Linked DNA regions of Mus musculus: regions 2, 3, 4 and 5 are each linked to region 1. The links are chromatin contacts, called in public ChIA-PET, HiChIP or PLAC-seq and promoter capture Hi-C maps. All regions are on one chromosome and are shown on one strand. Each heading gives the region's core, a stretch centred on a gene start, on an enhancer-like site or on the middle of the called end of the contact. The rest is flanking DNA. Distances are from core to core; before and after follow the strand shown.

What was found. ChIA-PET counts read pairs in DNA pulled down with a chosen protein or histone mark. HiChIP or PLAC-seq counts read pairs in DNA pulled down with a chosen protein or histone mark. Capture Hi-C pulls out chosen DNA fragments and counts their contacts.
Region 2: a promoter capture Hi-C map of liver shows a contact between it and region 1. The contact joins the promoter of Sh3d21 here to the promoter of Clspn in region 1.
Region 3: a contact with region 1 is called in an RNA polymerase II ChIA-PET map of memory CD8 T cells, with 10 read pairs. The contact joins the enhancer-like site here to the promoter of Clspn in region 1. A contact is called at or near these places in 6 of 39 promoter capture datasets (cranial neural crest, frontonasal cranial neural crest, liver and 3 more), 2 of 484 Hi-C or Micro-C datasets (bone marrow-derived macrophages and nephron progenitors), 12 of 115 datasets of contacts at active chromatin or transcription factors (the 230-238 cell line, the SCID.adh cell line, bone marrow-derived macrophages and 8 more) and 4 of 9 other capture datasets (adipose tissue, embryonic stem cells, liver and 1 more).
Region 4: an H3K27ac HiChIP or PLAC-seq map of epiblast stem cells shows a contact between it and region 1, with 7 times the contacts expected there. The contact joins the promoter of Zmym4 here to the promoter of Clspn in region 1. A contact is called at or near these places in 15 of 39 promoter capture datasets (the 3T3-L1 cell line, the C10 cell line, the HPC-7 cell line and 12 more), 1 of 15 datasets of contacts at CTCF or cohesin (the NIH/3T3 cell line), 6 of 484 Hi-C or Micro-C datasets (CD4 T cells, CD8 T cells, Th1 cells and 2 more), 14 of 115 datasets of contacts at active chromatin or transcription factors (the 230-238 cell line, the SCID.adh cell line, bone marrow-derived macrophages and 9 more) and 5 of 9 other capture datasets (adipose tissue, embryonic stem cells, liver and 2 more).
Region 5: an H3K4me3 HiChIP or PLAC-seq map of bone marrow-derived macrophages shows a contact between it and region 1, with 3 times the contacts expected there. The contact joins the enhancer-like site here to the promoter of Clspn in region 1. A contact is called at or near these places in 21 of 39 promoter capture datasets (the 3T3-L1 cell line, 3T3-L1-derived adipocytes, the C10 cell line and 13 more), 3 of 15 datasets of contacts at CTCF or cohesin (the NIH/3T3 cell line, pro-B cells and stem cell-derived epiblast-like cells), 4 of 484 Hi-C or Micro-C datasets (cerebral cortex, embryonic stem cells and nephron progenitors), 14 of 115 datasets of contacts at active chromatin or transcription factors (the 230-238 cell line, the NIH/3T3 cell line, the SCID.adh cell line and 6 more) and 4 of 9 other capture datasets (adipose tissue, embryonic stem cells, liver and 1 more).

What each region holds. Positions count from the first base shown.
Region 1 is chr4:126,555,558-126,558,257 of GRCm38.p6, forward strand. Clspn (claspin) reads left to right here and starts at 1,423. Exons shown (of 26, transcript NM_175554.4): 1 at 1,423-1,580. The coding sequence starts at 1,557.
Region 2 is chr4:126,161,921-126,164,620 of GRCm38.p6, forward strand. Sh3d21 (SH3 domain containing 21) reads right to left here and starts at 1,421. Exons shown (of 16, transcript NM_001162533.1): 1 at 1,305-1,421; 2 at 1,046-1,203; 3 at 882-945; 4 at 533-651; 5 at 256-346; 6 at 48-103. The coding sequence starts at 1,308. It overlaps Thrap3 (thyroid hormone receptor associated protein 3), which reads right to left. Exons shown (of 12, transcript NM_001356455.1): 12 at 2,162-2,700.
Region 3 is chr4:126,812,314-126,815,091 of GRCm38.p6, forward strand. AU040320 (expressed sequence AU040320) reads left to right here. Exons shown (of 21, transcript NM_133886.2): 4 at 1,943-2,189. Among named protein-coding and RNA genes, the nearest start is that of Gm24161, 4.4 kb to the right of the region's middle. Within about 2 kb of position 1,383, at least 38 of the 459 cell types and tissues checked have an H3K27ac peak or open chromatin away from gene starts, as enhancers often do. A contact at or near this core is called in memory CD8 T cells, where this site is marked.
Region 4 is chr4:126,966,865-126,969,564 of GRCm38.p6, forward strand. It overlaps Zmym4 (zinc finger, MYM-type 4), which reads right to left and starts at 1,363. Exons shown (of 30, transcript NM_001114399.2): 1 at 952-1,363. The coding sequence starts at 990.
Region 5 is chr4:126,888,686-126,891,385 of GRCm38.p6, forward strand. Zmym4 (zinc finger, MYM-type 4) reads right to left here. Exons shown (of 30, transcript NM_001114399.2): 21 at 2,330-2,383; 22 at 1,311-1,490; 23 at 830-924. Among named protein-coding and RNA genes, the nearest start is that of Gm25604, 29 kb to the left of the region's middle. Within about 2 kb of position 1,411, at least 13 of the 459 cell types and tissues checked have an H3K27ac peak or open chromatin away from gene starts, as enhancers often do. A contact at or near this core is called in bone marrow-derived macrophages and hematopoietic stem and progenitor cells, where this site is marked.

The DNA of each region.
Region 1 (2,700 bases), core at 173-2,672:
GTTGAACCAGGGTCCTCTGGAAAAGCAACCAGTGATCTTAACCTCTGAACTGTCGTTCCAGCCCTCAGAAATAATTCTTTAGACAGAAGTGTAATTTGGGGCAACAGAACAGGAGAAGGGAGATTTTGGAGGATGCTCTCGGTGAGCCTGGAAATCATAAAGAGCAGGTGACAGTGGACGCGAGACGATCACATTACTTCCCTTACACGCTTCCTCCAAAGATTAAGAGAATGATGATTATAAAATTCTGCCCATTGTTTGTCACAAACTGTATGGCCAATAAAAGTCAGTCCTCCAAATGCTGGAGGAAGTGCTACAGATAGATGCATATTTGTGAATCATTGATGTATACGGTCATAGTAAAATAGCCTTTTTTTTTTTAAAAAGGGGGTAAAATATGAGGATGGGACTCTTTTTTGTATTTTTTGGAAGCCTGGAGATTATACCAGGGAGGGCCTCATGCAAACTAACTAAGCAAGAGCTCTACTACTGAGCTGCATCCCCAGCTCAAGACCCTTAGGGGTGTAGAAGTGGGCGGAGATGTGGAGAAATGGAGTTGTTTTTTATCTGAATGTGTATTCAGATAAAGGGGAGACCAGTGTCAGAGGTGACTGTCATCCCTCGTATCCTCTGAGGAGATTCTAGGGATGTGAGGTTTTCCGTGCTAAACCTGGGAAAGTCCTAAGCAAACTGGACAGAGTTGGTCACCATACCAGAATAGGTGAAGGGGGGTGGGGGGAGTTAGAGAGGAGGGGGGTTTGGGTGGGATGGAGGATAATAAATACTCAGATCTTTCTTTCCCTGTGCCAGCTGGTCTCTTTATAATAACTTTGTAAGGAGTTTTAACACTGGCTTGACCATTCAGAAGACAAAAGACAAGTCAGCTGGGACAATACAGTCCAGAAAGGACATTCTTGCCTGCCTATAGAACATGGGGAAGAAAGGACAGAGAATCGACCCGAAGAGGTAAAAACATTAACTCTGCAGGTTAGGATTGCTCCAGGGATGAACTGATGGAGAAAGCCTCCACTGGGGTCTAAGGTTCCCTCAGCAAAAAATTCAGGTGTGGGACACTCCCAGAATCCTGGGAACTTCTTCCCAGTTCACTTCCTGCATTGAAATTTCTCTCCTCTAATTGCATACGGTACGACCCATCGAACGAAGACATAGGTCAAAAGTCCAAGAACATCATTCGCAAGATACCTTCTTTCTAAGCCATAGCGCGGGATCTCTTCGCTCCCCGAGAACCCCCAGACACCCCAAAGCCACTCCTAGATCTGTTTGACAAGAGCAGCCGCAACCCGCCAAACCAACGCAAATTACATTTGCCGGGCAGGCAGGAGGCGCCTCCTGATTGGCAGGGCGATAGGGGTGGGGCCTCGGAGGGAAACCCTCCCTCGGATTGGTGCAAACCCTCAAGGTTGAGCGTTGTACCGCGTCTGGGCGCGAAAGCTCGAACTTCGCTGCCGAGCTGGAGACGGCGGGAGCTGTCGCCGTCAAGTTGAGGTTACTGCAGACACGTTCTCCTGGAGCTGTGCGGAAGGGAGGCCGGAATCATGACCGGCGAGGTGGGTTCTGAGGTGAGTTTAGGCTCTGGTCCGGGCTGTGGAGGCCTTTCGCTGAGGGCCGAGTGGGACAGTCAACCCAGCAGGGCCAGAGCGCCGAGCCGGGAGGACTACAATTCCCGGCGTGCACCGCTCCGAGACCACTGGACTGAGTCTGGGGGCCTCTGGAGGGTCTCCATCTGGCTTCCCGCGCTCAGTCCCCACAGCTTCTGGTTCGGCGGCGCGCGCTGTTGTCCGCCCAGCCGGGTCCTCAGCTTGTCACTGCAGCCCGCCTTGCTCTTTGGCGCGTTTCCTGCCGCGCAAGCTCCCTTTACAGCATCCCCACAAAAAAAAAAAAAAAAAAAAAAAAAAAAAAGGCCTTGGCCAGCCTGGCCTGGAAGTTGTGGGGTGGGAGTCTCTGTAAGCACAGGGTGAGGGGTATAAGCAGTTGGAACTCTGGTTCTGGAAGGAACTTGTAAGGGTGTCGCGCGTGGGCCCACAGTCTTTGCCTACAGTGGCCTGGCTCACAGCGTCCTTCCAGTAGCTGGTGACTCACTAGTGGAATTTGGCCATAGAAAACCTTTTCCGTGATCTGTGTTCTTTTCTGGAGCCAGGACTAGGGCCAAATAGTTGCCTTAAGAACAGATTTAATGGGGGTACCAGAAAAACCTAATCACCAAAGGAAAGCCTTTTTGTTGTTGTTGTTGTTGTTGTTGTTTTTTTTTTTTTTTTTTTTTTGAGACAGGGTTTCTCTGTGTAGCCCTGGCCGCCCTGGAACTCACTCTGTAGACCAGGCTGGTCTCGAACTCAGAAATCCTCCTGCCTCTGCCGAGTGCTGGGATTAAAGGCGTGCGCCCCCACGCCTGGCTATGAAAGCCTTATTTTGACATGAAGTTTTCACGATTAGATATTGAACAAAATAACAGACTTTAATCAAGATCTCGTTGTGCACCAACCTGTCTTTTTGCCTCACTAGGATTTTTTTAAAAAGCCTTAATTTAAATAACATTATTTTCAAAAGGTGGCTGACTTCATAAGCCACACTTTTGCTGACTCTTACTAGAAAGAGAGAAAGAAAGAAAGAAAGAAAGAAAGAAAACAAACATAAAAGTAGGAGACAAAGACAGGGAGGCAAAGTTAGAAGAATGGTATGTGA
Region 2 (2,700 bases), core at 171-2,670, 390 kb before region 1:
CAGGGGGGAAAGAATTCGCTGGCTGTGCCCACCATGACCCAATTTACCTTAGGAGGCCTCTGTGAATTTGGGGTAATTGGCGGTATGTCTGTATTTCCAAGGCCTGCAGAAGAAGAATCGATGGTGTTAGGGAGGTGCTAATTTAGCTAGGTCAAGGGAGGGGGCCAAAGGGGTCACGAGGTCAGGAGGGTCACTGGGAAGATCGCTGAAGATTGCTGAGTCTGGTCCCAGGGGATCACAGGGTCACGGTCTCACTTGGGGGCCCACTGTCCAGCAATTCCACAAAGTTGGATGGGAAGGCTCCCAACTGCCCGTTCTTCTCTCCCAGCCACCAGCCGTCCTCAATCTGGGGAAGGGGAAGGATGCGGGAGCATCTGGTTCTGTCCAAGAGTAACTGAGGTGTCCATCCTTGGTTCTACCCAAGGACTACATCCTCCCCAGCTGCCTCCCTTCCCATCGCCCCCACCCTTACTTCACTTTCTTCTGTGTGAATAGCTGCAGCATCTCCCCAAGTGCCCCCAGGACCCCTCACCTCCTTTATCACTTCCAAAATCTCCCCAGTTTGAAGCGTCAGCTCGTCTGCCTGCTCTGGGCTGTAGTTGAAGTTCACTCTGCACCATCTTTGGGGGTCCCGAGAGTTGATGGGGTGACCTAGGCCAGACAAGCAGGGAAGCAGCTCTGAGCAGGGAGCCCCGTCTGCAGCACTGGGGAAGAGTTGGACCCCAGAACTCCCTTTAGTAGCTTCAGGCCCCGCCCTCGAGCGGAGCATTGTACTTCAAGCCAATCAGGGGGCTGCAAAATAGCCGCGGGTGCCCCACCCACAGCCGTCATGTTCCACGCGGGCAGTGAGGCCCCACCCGCCGGCCCAGCGCCCGACTCACGGCGACTACGGCGCGGAAAGCGCGGTCTGGACTCGGTGACGCCCCGCAGGGCCTCCGGAATCTCCTGGGAAAATCACATAGGGGCGGCACTAGGCACAAGGCCCGAGGCTGAGGCCAGGGCCGCTCCTGCTCCCCCGCGCAGCCATACCCGTACCAGGCCTCACCTGCACCAGGCGCTTGGGGAAGCGACCGCGGCGGCCCCGCAACTCCCCAAGCAGCCAGCCCCGAGCGGGCCCCGCGCACACCTGCCGGATCACGTCCCCCGGAGCCAGACTCAGCTCGTCCTCCGTCTGCGCTCGGTATCTGGCCAGGACCAGGACCTCTACGGGCGGAAGCGAGCTAAGAAAGGCTGTGGGGACGTCCGTGGACTTTGCCCTTCGGAAAGTGTTTAGAAGAACCCACCCCGAACCCCCACACACATACCCATGACTTCTGGGGCTCCCTGCGCAGCCTGACCGTCAGGCTGGGCATTGGGTGCTCGGAGGGCGGGCGAAGCCGCCAGGCGGTAGACTGGATGTGGATGAGGCGGAGACTCGAGTCATAGGTCAGGATCCAGGTAGTAGGAGTGGGCGGCCTGGCTCAGCAGGTTGGGCCCCAATTCTTGAAGGAGGAGTCCAGGGTCTCAGCCCAGGGCTGGGGTAACAGCTTCCCCAAGAGCTCTACTTTAGCCAAGTCTCCCAACCTAGGCCAGACTCTATGTCTTTTATAACATTTCCTGGCCCACCCTCTTCTGGCTTGCAAGTTCTTAGCTGCAGGGGAAGGTGGAAGAGGTACATACCAGGGTGGGGCCATTCCTGGGAAAGTGGCCCCAGATAGAGATACTAGCTCCTGTCTCTGAAAAGCTATGGCGGGTATATTCCAAACTTCAACCCCCCCTGAAGCTTCGACTCACTTGGGGGCCTAGTTGGATTTCTGATAACTACTGCAGATTCTCCTTGGGGAAAGGCAGCAAGAATCAACTTTTAATAAGGGCTGGCAAGAGTCTGAAGGTTAGGGTCCACCCAGTTTACCAGTTGGGCTAGGCTCACCTCTTCCTTGTGGGTTAACATATAAAGGCCGAGCCAGCTCACTGCAGCCTTGACCCCTGCCCCAGCACCAAGGAAGCCAAAGTCCTGACTTCTGGCATGGTAGCTAGGTTTGGTTCTTGGAGGAGTCAAAAACACAGAATGCACAGCCTCCACTGAGAACAAGAAGTCCTTCTTCCCAGAGACGAAAACTATGGTATATTCTATGGGACCTATTAACCCAGGGTCACTCACACAAGCAACAAACACAGTCCGTTTACATCTGCCACTTCATTTATTGTTTTTATTTGCAGGAGGAGTTGAAACAAAAATTTAAGGGTGTTTTTTTGTTCTCCCCTAAACATGAATCATTCAAGTAAAACCAACATAACTATTGAAATTAGCAAAGTAAAGGGAAGTATGCACAACAACCCAAGAGCGAAGGCTGGGGAGGGAGGAGGGTGCAGTCGGCGTCCAACAGATGCGCGCAGGCAGCGGTTCACCTGCTGGGGACCGCTGCCCCGGAAGGCAAGCACAAGGACCCTTTAATGAGGATGCCCCCCAACATCTGAAAATGTTTCAACCCAAAACGTAAGGTTAAAGAGAAAAAAAAAAGGAAAAACCCAAAAACACACAACCCCACAGACCACCCAGCCATAACCACCATCCTTAATCATAGGCGTTTCTTTTCATTTTATAAAAAGATTAATAAAAAATATTGAAAAAATTATTTTCTCATCTTGTATTTGTAAAGATAATAGAATTCAGAAGTTTCTTAGAAAACCGTCCAGAAACTGCCCTCCAGTTTCCACTCC
Region 3 (2,778 bases), core at 133-2,632, 260 kb after region 1:
CTACCATGTCATTCCATTCATGTGACGTTCTAGGACATGGAAAATGACTTCTAGGGACAGGGAGTCTGTACAGGGTGCTGCTTGGGGAATGTAGGGGGCAGGGAAAGGAATCACACAAGAACATGAGGGGTCTTTGGAAGTGAAAGGTATGCTCATTTGAATAGATGATTTCTTAGGTGTTCATATGTGTCTAAATCTGACCAAGTAAAAACATAAAATATCTTTTGTGTATATGTGTCAATTGTACCTCAGTAAAGCCTTAAATGGGCAAAGGTTTGAGTAGACCTTAGCAAAGGGGAAGTGACTGGTCAGCAGCAGGATGTCCTACATCATTAGAGAGATGCATAGAGAAGGTCCAGTCACAGCTACTGGAAAGGCAGGGTAAAAGTGCAGGAGCACCAAGCCCTGGTGAAGCCGGGCCTGGCACTGGTGCTCTCTGCCATGGAATGTCAGCCGCACAGCAACCCACCCAGTAATTCAGTGTTGAGGAGCACAGTCAGCAGTTCTACCCCTAAATATTAGTCTATGAAAATAGGGCCCACACAGTGGCACACAGCTTAATCTCAGCACTCTGGAGGCAAAGGCAGAGGTAGGCAGATCTCTGTGAGTTCAAATCCAACCTGGTCTATGTATCTAGAATTTTAGGAATCCAAGGCTACATAATAAGATCCTGTCTCAAAATAAACAAATAAATGAAAACTTGTTCGTGTCCAAATATATGTACCCATAGCAACTCTATTTGTAACACCTGGGGGCTGAAAACAACTTAAATCTCTCTGAGTAAATGAATGGGAATAAATGTTGAAGCATCTCTGTAATGGAATACTACTCAGTAAAAATAATAATTAAAAAACAAAACAAAACCCAGTGGACTACCAATACATTCAGTGCCATGGATGAATCTCAAAACCATGTCGGGGGAACACAGCTAGAGATAAAAATAGAATACACGTGGTTTCTTTTATAAAAAGTATAAGAAAACCCAGATGAGTCTTCCTGTGACAGAAAACAAGTCACCGCTGCCTGAGTCTGGAGGAGGCAGGAAGTTAGTGAGGACAACATCGAATCTTAGGTCTAATAGCAACATTCTGTCTCTAGGTTGTTGTCATGTGGGTGTGGACATTTGCCAAAAATTGACCTTGTGTTCTTGTGATGTGTGAGTTTATGTTATGTGAATTATATTTCCGGCAAGTTGATTCATAAGAGTCCTTACCCCAACCCTGGTTTAGCTACTCTGCATTCTTCTTTGGCTGAATGTGGTGGTGTTCTTGTTGTCCCTGGACTTCTTCAAATCCCAGCAGTGCAACGTGACCTATAGACAGACACCTGACCCTGCCATTCTCTGCATATGATCCTTTGGCTGCTCGCCAGTGTGGGTCCTTAAAGTGGCCAGTAGTGCTTTCTGTCTGTCCCCCCACCCCTGTCTTCCTGCTCATCGCATGCTGTATGTGTGCCTAGTCCCCACGAAGGCCAGAAGAGGGTTGTTGGATCCTTTAGAACTGGAATCACGTGTGTTTTTTGAGCTGCCATGTAGGTACTGGGAAATGAACCCAGGTCCTCTGGGAGAGCAGCCAGTGCTCTTAACTGCTGAGCTGTTGCTTCAGCTCCCAGATTATTTTGTTTTAAAGAAAACTGTTTGTTTATTTGTTTTGAGACAGGCTCTAACTCCATAACCCAAGCAAGCCTCAAATTCTTGGCAATCTCTTGTCTCAGCTTTCTGAGTGCTAGAATTATAGGTAAGAGTCACCATGCCCATCTGAAGAATGGGTTCTGGGGACCAAACCTGGGGCATGTCTGGCAGATATTCTGCCAACTTTAACACTATTTGATTTCAGTGGTAGGATTAATTTCTTCAGTATTTGATGTCATTTCCCGAGCCCAGCCGGCCCCATTGAATCTGTGGTTCTTGCCTGCTGCACTTAGTCTTTCATACATTTTTCAGGTCCGCAAAACCATTACAGTTGCCGGTTCCTTCACCAGTAACCACACTACACAGACTCCTGAGTGGCCCAAGAATGTGTCCATCCATCCTGAACCATCCGAGCACTCCAGTCCTGTATCTGGTACTCCGCAAGTAAAAAGCACTGAGCACAGTCCAACTGATGCCCCTCTGCCAGTGGCCCCCTCCTACAGCTATGCCACCCCCACGCCCCAGGCCTCTTCTCAGAGCACCTCAGCACCACACCCAGGTAAGTCCTCAGCTCCCATCCTCAGAGATGAGAGGACGTGGAGAGTTAAGAACAGAGGAGAAACAAAATAGCCCTGTCCGAGCCTCTGAAAATGTGGGCTTTGGAGCCCCAGATCCCTAAGTCAGTAGCTGCCCAACTTGGAGAACTCAGTGGGGCTCATTTTCTCAGAGGCAGATTCTGCAGGGACCTGAAGGCCCAAGATTTGCCGGTGTGGTGGTGCACACTTGTTATCTTGGCAGTGGAGGCAGGAGAAGCATGAATTCAAGTCATCCTTGTCTGTCAGCTTGGGACAAGCCCGAGCTACCTGAGACCGACTAAAACAAACAAACAAACAAACAAGCAAACAAGCAAAACCGTAGTGGGGGAGGATTTGATGAGCAGGGCTTAACAAATGCAGAATTAACAAATGCAGGGCAATCACGCTGGTGCACCTGTCAGGCTCTGGATCAAGCATTGCCGGCCTGATTCTCAGAACGTCTTTATTTCCAAAGCAACCACAGGAAGGAGCTTAGACCTAGAGCTTCCTTAATCAGCCAGCTTTCTGGGGCAGAGCTGAGGTAGTAGGTGGAGATAGTTCATGAGTGGCTAG
Region 4 (2,700 bases), core at 113-2,612, 410 kb after region 1:
GCAGCTTGGTTTAACAACTAACTCATCATTTGGAGACCATTTCCAAAAGGAAAACTCCTGATAGGAAACTTAACAAACTTGATGCTTAACATGCTGGGTGAGGGGAAGTTTAAAAAAAAAGCCTTGAAAAACATTACTCAGTGGATAGTATTGTTCTCCATCTGAAGAAAATGAATCACAACTAAATTAAAAATAAAAAAAGTTTCAAGACAAACTTTTAAACGGCTTACAACTCCTGTGTAGACAAGGCTTTACCTAGGGCAGGCAAGGCTGGCTGGGTACATCCTAAGGACAAAACTTGTCACTCTTCCACGTTACTAACTGCAGGTAAAGAATGCTAGACTATAACACATCCGTGGCTATCAGAACACATTCCCCCAACTTCAAGACGACAACCCCACTTCTTCTAAGGTGAAGAGAGCACCATGTCCACTTTGGGGCTTGATAACGGTCAAGGGGGAGGGGAGTGGAGGCAGGAAGATGAATTGGCTCCGGGGTTCCCGCAGCACCCTCCCGGTTACTCCTCAGGAAACGACCAATCCTCCACGACTTCTTCCCGCCACCTCTACCCCCACCTGACCTCTCCCCAGAGAAACTTCCATAGACTCCCTTTTCCTCGAGGATGCAGAAGCGGAGTCTGACACCTTGCGTCTCCCAGGCTCCCCCCCCCCCCGAATACGCACCACCACCCACACGCCGGCAAAGGGAGGGGAGCCAAGCGGACCACGGCCCCCGCCCCTCCCCCTCCCCGCCGGCCACCGAGCTTTGTCCCACCTGCCGAGGGGACCCCGGTGCCGCCTCGGGCCGCCCCTCCCTCCGGCCGTCGACCACCGCGCCACCCGTGAGCTCCGGGCTGCTCGGGGCCGGCCGCGCCCCGCCCCCCGCCCGCCCGCCCGCCCGCCTGCCCGCAGCCCGCAGCCCGCAGACGGCCCGCGGCCTCACCTCACCTACCCTCTTTCGGGGGCCGGTCTCCACCTCCCGCTCCGCCATGTTGGGCCCCGCTCGGAACCGCGGCGGCTCCCGGCGCGGCGGCCGCGGCCCCTCTCGGCCCCCGCCCACACTGCAGACACCGGCGCTTCACCCGCTGCGGTTCGGTCCCCCTCGGCCCCCGCCGGGCCTGGCGCGGGAGTGACGAGGGGGGCGGAGGCCCGCGCGCTTAGCCGCAGCTCCTGGGGTCCCACGGGCGGGCGCGTGGGCGCAAGGGCCTGCCGGGGCAGGGGGGCCGGGACTCGGGGGGTTAATGGCCTCCAAGGGGCCCCGTGAGGAGGATTATTTTCTCTCAGAGAAATTCCTCCGCCAGTGGTTTTCTTAAAGGGATCTCCAAACCAGCCCCTTGCGCGCGCCCCTGATGCGCAGGCGCGCCACAAGCCCCTCCTCCCTTTCCCACCAAGCCCCCGGTCCTGAGCGTGCGCGGTGAGTGGCCCAGGCTAGGCCTAATCCTGTTAGTCTCTTTGCTGCCAGCAGCTGCTCCCACCACTCAACTATGGCCGCTCCCTTAAAGGGACCATGACGAAGGGATGATGTCAGAATGAAAGATCTTAATGGAAGGACTATCTGGTGAAATGTCAGTGAGGGGTTCACATCACCACCCTACACCTGACTACAGAGATATTGCCAAAAGGAGAGAACCCTGATGAGCCAAAGTTCTCAGTGACCCTATGAACATGAAGAATCCCAACCAAGAAGAAAACAAGACTGTTATCTGAAGGAGAAACCAACAGCTTGTCAAGTAAAGGGCGTCGACTCTCAAGGAACAACTTCCAACCTTAAAACCAGATCCACTGGTAGTGTTGAAGGCAGAACCAATAACTGAAGACAATTTCCTCAATACCTGCTTGCCATTAGAATACTAAAATGAAAAAGGATCTTAGAAACCATCTACTCCATTGCTTTCAAAGTTAACATTGCCAGTATGGTCATTTGAAATAAATTAATTTACCTCAAGATATCGAGTGGCTGGTGAGGAGCTAGAACACAGTCTGGAATTGCATTCCTCCAGGATTCTGAACACACAAAACTGTCGTCAAGGCAAAAGAACATAAAATGTCAAGAGTCTTGATAGTTCAAGAACATGGCTGCTCTCCTGAGAAGTTTCATGGTGATGACCTGCAACTGCTGTGTGCCATCATTTGCCTCCACTGAAGGAATTTGAGGGTCTGACTTAAAGAATAGGAGCTTGAACTGTCAAGGCAGGAAATCCAAGGGTAGGCACTATCTTCCCTGAAGCACAACGAAGCCAAAGATAATGAGAGCTGAAGTCCCCTCTTGGATTCTTAATGAAGACATAGGCACAACAGACAGACATATAGTAAAAAATACAAGGAAATTAGTTTAGGTTGGTTGGAGTTGGGTTGGTTGGAGTTGGATTGGTTGGAGTTGGGTTGGTTGGAGCTAGGTTGCTATGTAACCCAGAGTGGCCTGAAACTGCTGGTCTTCCTGCCTTGACCAAGTGCTTGGACTGCTGGTATACTAGGAAATCCCCAAAGAACTAATTAAAAAAAATGTTTAAGTCTCTGAAGAGTTGTTATTCTCCATGGCAATACAAGGGGACCCAGAGCTCCTCTGCTCACAGGGTGAAAGTTGCTCTACAGCTGTACTTCTGTGTGTAAGTCAGTAGCTCTTTGAACCCAGGAACATTGGCTGAACACTGAAATGGCTGAAAGTTTCCATGCTGGTCCTTGATTCTCCCTTGGGCCTGTT
Region 5 (2,700 bases), core at 161-2,660, 330 kb after region 1:
TTTACTTTTTATTATGTGTATGTGCATGCACACATATGCAGGTGGACAACTACCGGCCTGTATATACTAGGGTCTAAACGTGTCTCTTCTTTTACTATGAGTCCTCAGGCTGTGAAGCTTGGGAACAAGCACCTTCACCCTCTAAAACCATCTCATGGGCCCATTAAAGATTATAAAAAGTGCCCCCGCAATTTTTTTTTAATGTTTATGGGTATTCTGCCTGCATGTATGTTTATGCAATGCCTGTAGAGAGCAGAAGATGACACCCAGAAGCTCTGGGAACTGGAGCAGCAGGCAGTTGTGAGCTGTCTGTCTGTCATGTAGGTGCTGGTTATCAAACCTTGGTTTTCTGTAAGAGCAACAAGTACTCTTTAACCCTGATCTCTCTCAGGGCTATAAAAAGATTGTTAAAGTAGTAAGTCAAAGTCTGTAAGTTTAAATACCAAAGGAAACGTCCTGATTAGAAATAAATATGTAATAAATGGTATTGTTGGTTTTCTTTTTTGCACACTAAGAAACAAAAGCAAAAAACCTTAAAAACTAAAACACTTAAAAAATAATGAATGAGCCGGGCGTGGTGGCGCACGCCTTTAATCCCAGCACTTGGGAGGCAGAGGCAGGAGGATTTCTGAGTTCGAGGCCAGCCTGGTCTACAGAGTGAGTTCCAGGACAGCCAGGGCTATACAGAGAAAACCCTGTCCCGAAAAAACAAAAAAAAAAAAAAAGAATGAAAATACTTAATTTGGGCTCCTACAAAGCTTTTAATCAGAAAACTAATAAATACTGCTAAACAAAAGAACACAAACTGTAAACTTAAGCTTCCGCTTACTCGCCGTCTGGGCTGGGGGAATCCATCTCTGTGTCTTCGTCTTGTTCGAGAACGTGCCTGGATCCCCTGTCCTTTATTAAGTGGGTCAAAAGATTCTGAAAAAAGCAGCAGAAAGCCCAGTGTGAGGTATGTAACACACAGACTTAAGAGAGCTCATAAGACTAGTATCAGTAATCATCAGTCCAGTCTCCGTGATAAAGACCTCCGCTTATATAGTTAAGATGCACAACGGATTTTAACACATGAATGAAACGGCAGTTAGCAAGGAAACCATCCGTAAATAGTTACTGTTGAAAAGGTCATTAAAAATTGCAAACAATAAAATTAACCACTTACAAGAACCTTGCAACAGATATTCACATTTATAAAGGCAGAAGACTCCCGAACACTTCACACCGTTTAACCCTGCAAACTTGGAGCTCTCCCAATCTTCTGACTTCAGCCGTCTATGACGACCTTCAGCCGTCTATGAGGTACAAACCTGATGGGAAGTCTGCCTCCAGATCCTGCTCTGTTTCCCCTTTTGAAAACGGTTTCAGTTCTGAATCAGCATCTTGCACAGCATTCGACTTTAATGCGTAATGATTCAGCTCTTCTTCCCAGCTGTGTGGAGTTGATACTGCTTCTGACTCAAGATCACCACTATATGTACTTCCTTGGTCTGAAAGTGAAGAAACCAAACATGCTCTCCTGACATATTTAGAAACTCTCCTGAACTCCTACATCCTAAAAACCAAAATATGGTTAAAAGATAATTATTAGGACACAACTAGTAAAGTAACTATGGTTGGAGAGAGAACTTCATCAGTAGAGTATTTCCTATGTAAGCAAGAGGACCTGAGACTGAGCCCCACAACCTACTTCTAAAAAGAAAAACAGAGAGGCATGATGTCAGGATGTAATCCCAGCACCTAAAACAGGTGAGTTCCTGAAGCTTGCTGGACAGCCAGACTAGCCTACTTGGCTACTTGGCTAATTCCAGGCCAGTGAAAAAAAAAAGTCTTTTTGTTTTTTTCAAGCAGATGGTGCCTGAGGAAAGATACCCAAAGATGCCTTCTAACCTTAATATATATTGATCACATACATGTATAAACTACATTTACCTGTGCAGTTTTCTGACCCAGATGCTTCTGTGAGGAAGTAACACACACACGCACGCACACACACACGCACACACACGCAAGCACACACACATTGCACACACACACACACACACACACACACACACACACACGCGCGAAACAAAGAATCAAGTAACTTCTTTAACGGCTTCACAGAATTAGATTCATATTCTTAGTAAACACTACAATGCATTATCTCAAATATTAAAATATTTGAGATATTTATTATTTGCATTACAAATTGGCATGACAGTCAATTCATGTCCCTCACAAACTAGGTAAAATTATAAACTACTAAGCCCAAGGATAGTCTTCTGAGTTCCTATTGTTAGCAGAGAATAGTATTTCTAAAAACTAAAATATATTAATAACTACAAACCTTTTTCAAATATCTTGGTGTCTAGAAACAGTTCTTGTTCAGAAGTTTGAGATTCTAAAGAAAAAAAGCAAACAAAACAAATCTCACATGAAATGACTTCTCTACTCAATAGAGGGGACTAGGTAAGCAGACTTCTCTACACAAGGCCTGCTTCATCAATATATTGAAACACTGTAATAAAAGCAGCTGGCTCATTCACATCGCCAGCAGAGCTCACACTTCTGGACATCATAAGAAGCCACAGGAAGAAGGGCTTTACTTTTCATGCTGTGTTGGTTTTTCATCGGAAATCCTTTCATATTGTTACACATCCATGCAAAAATGACAAACTGTTCCACTCAAATACGCCTTTTCTACTTGCCCCCGAAGGC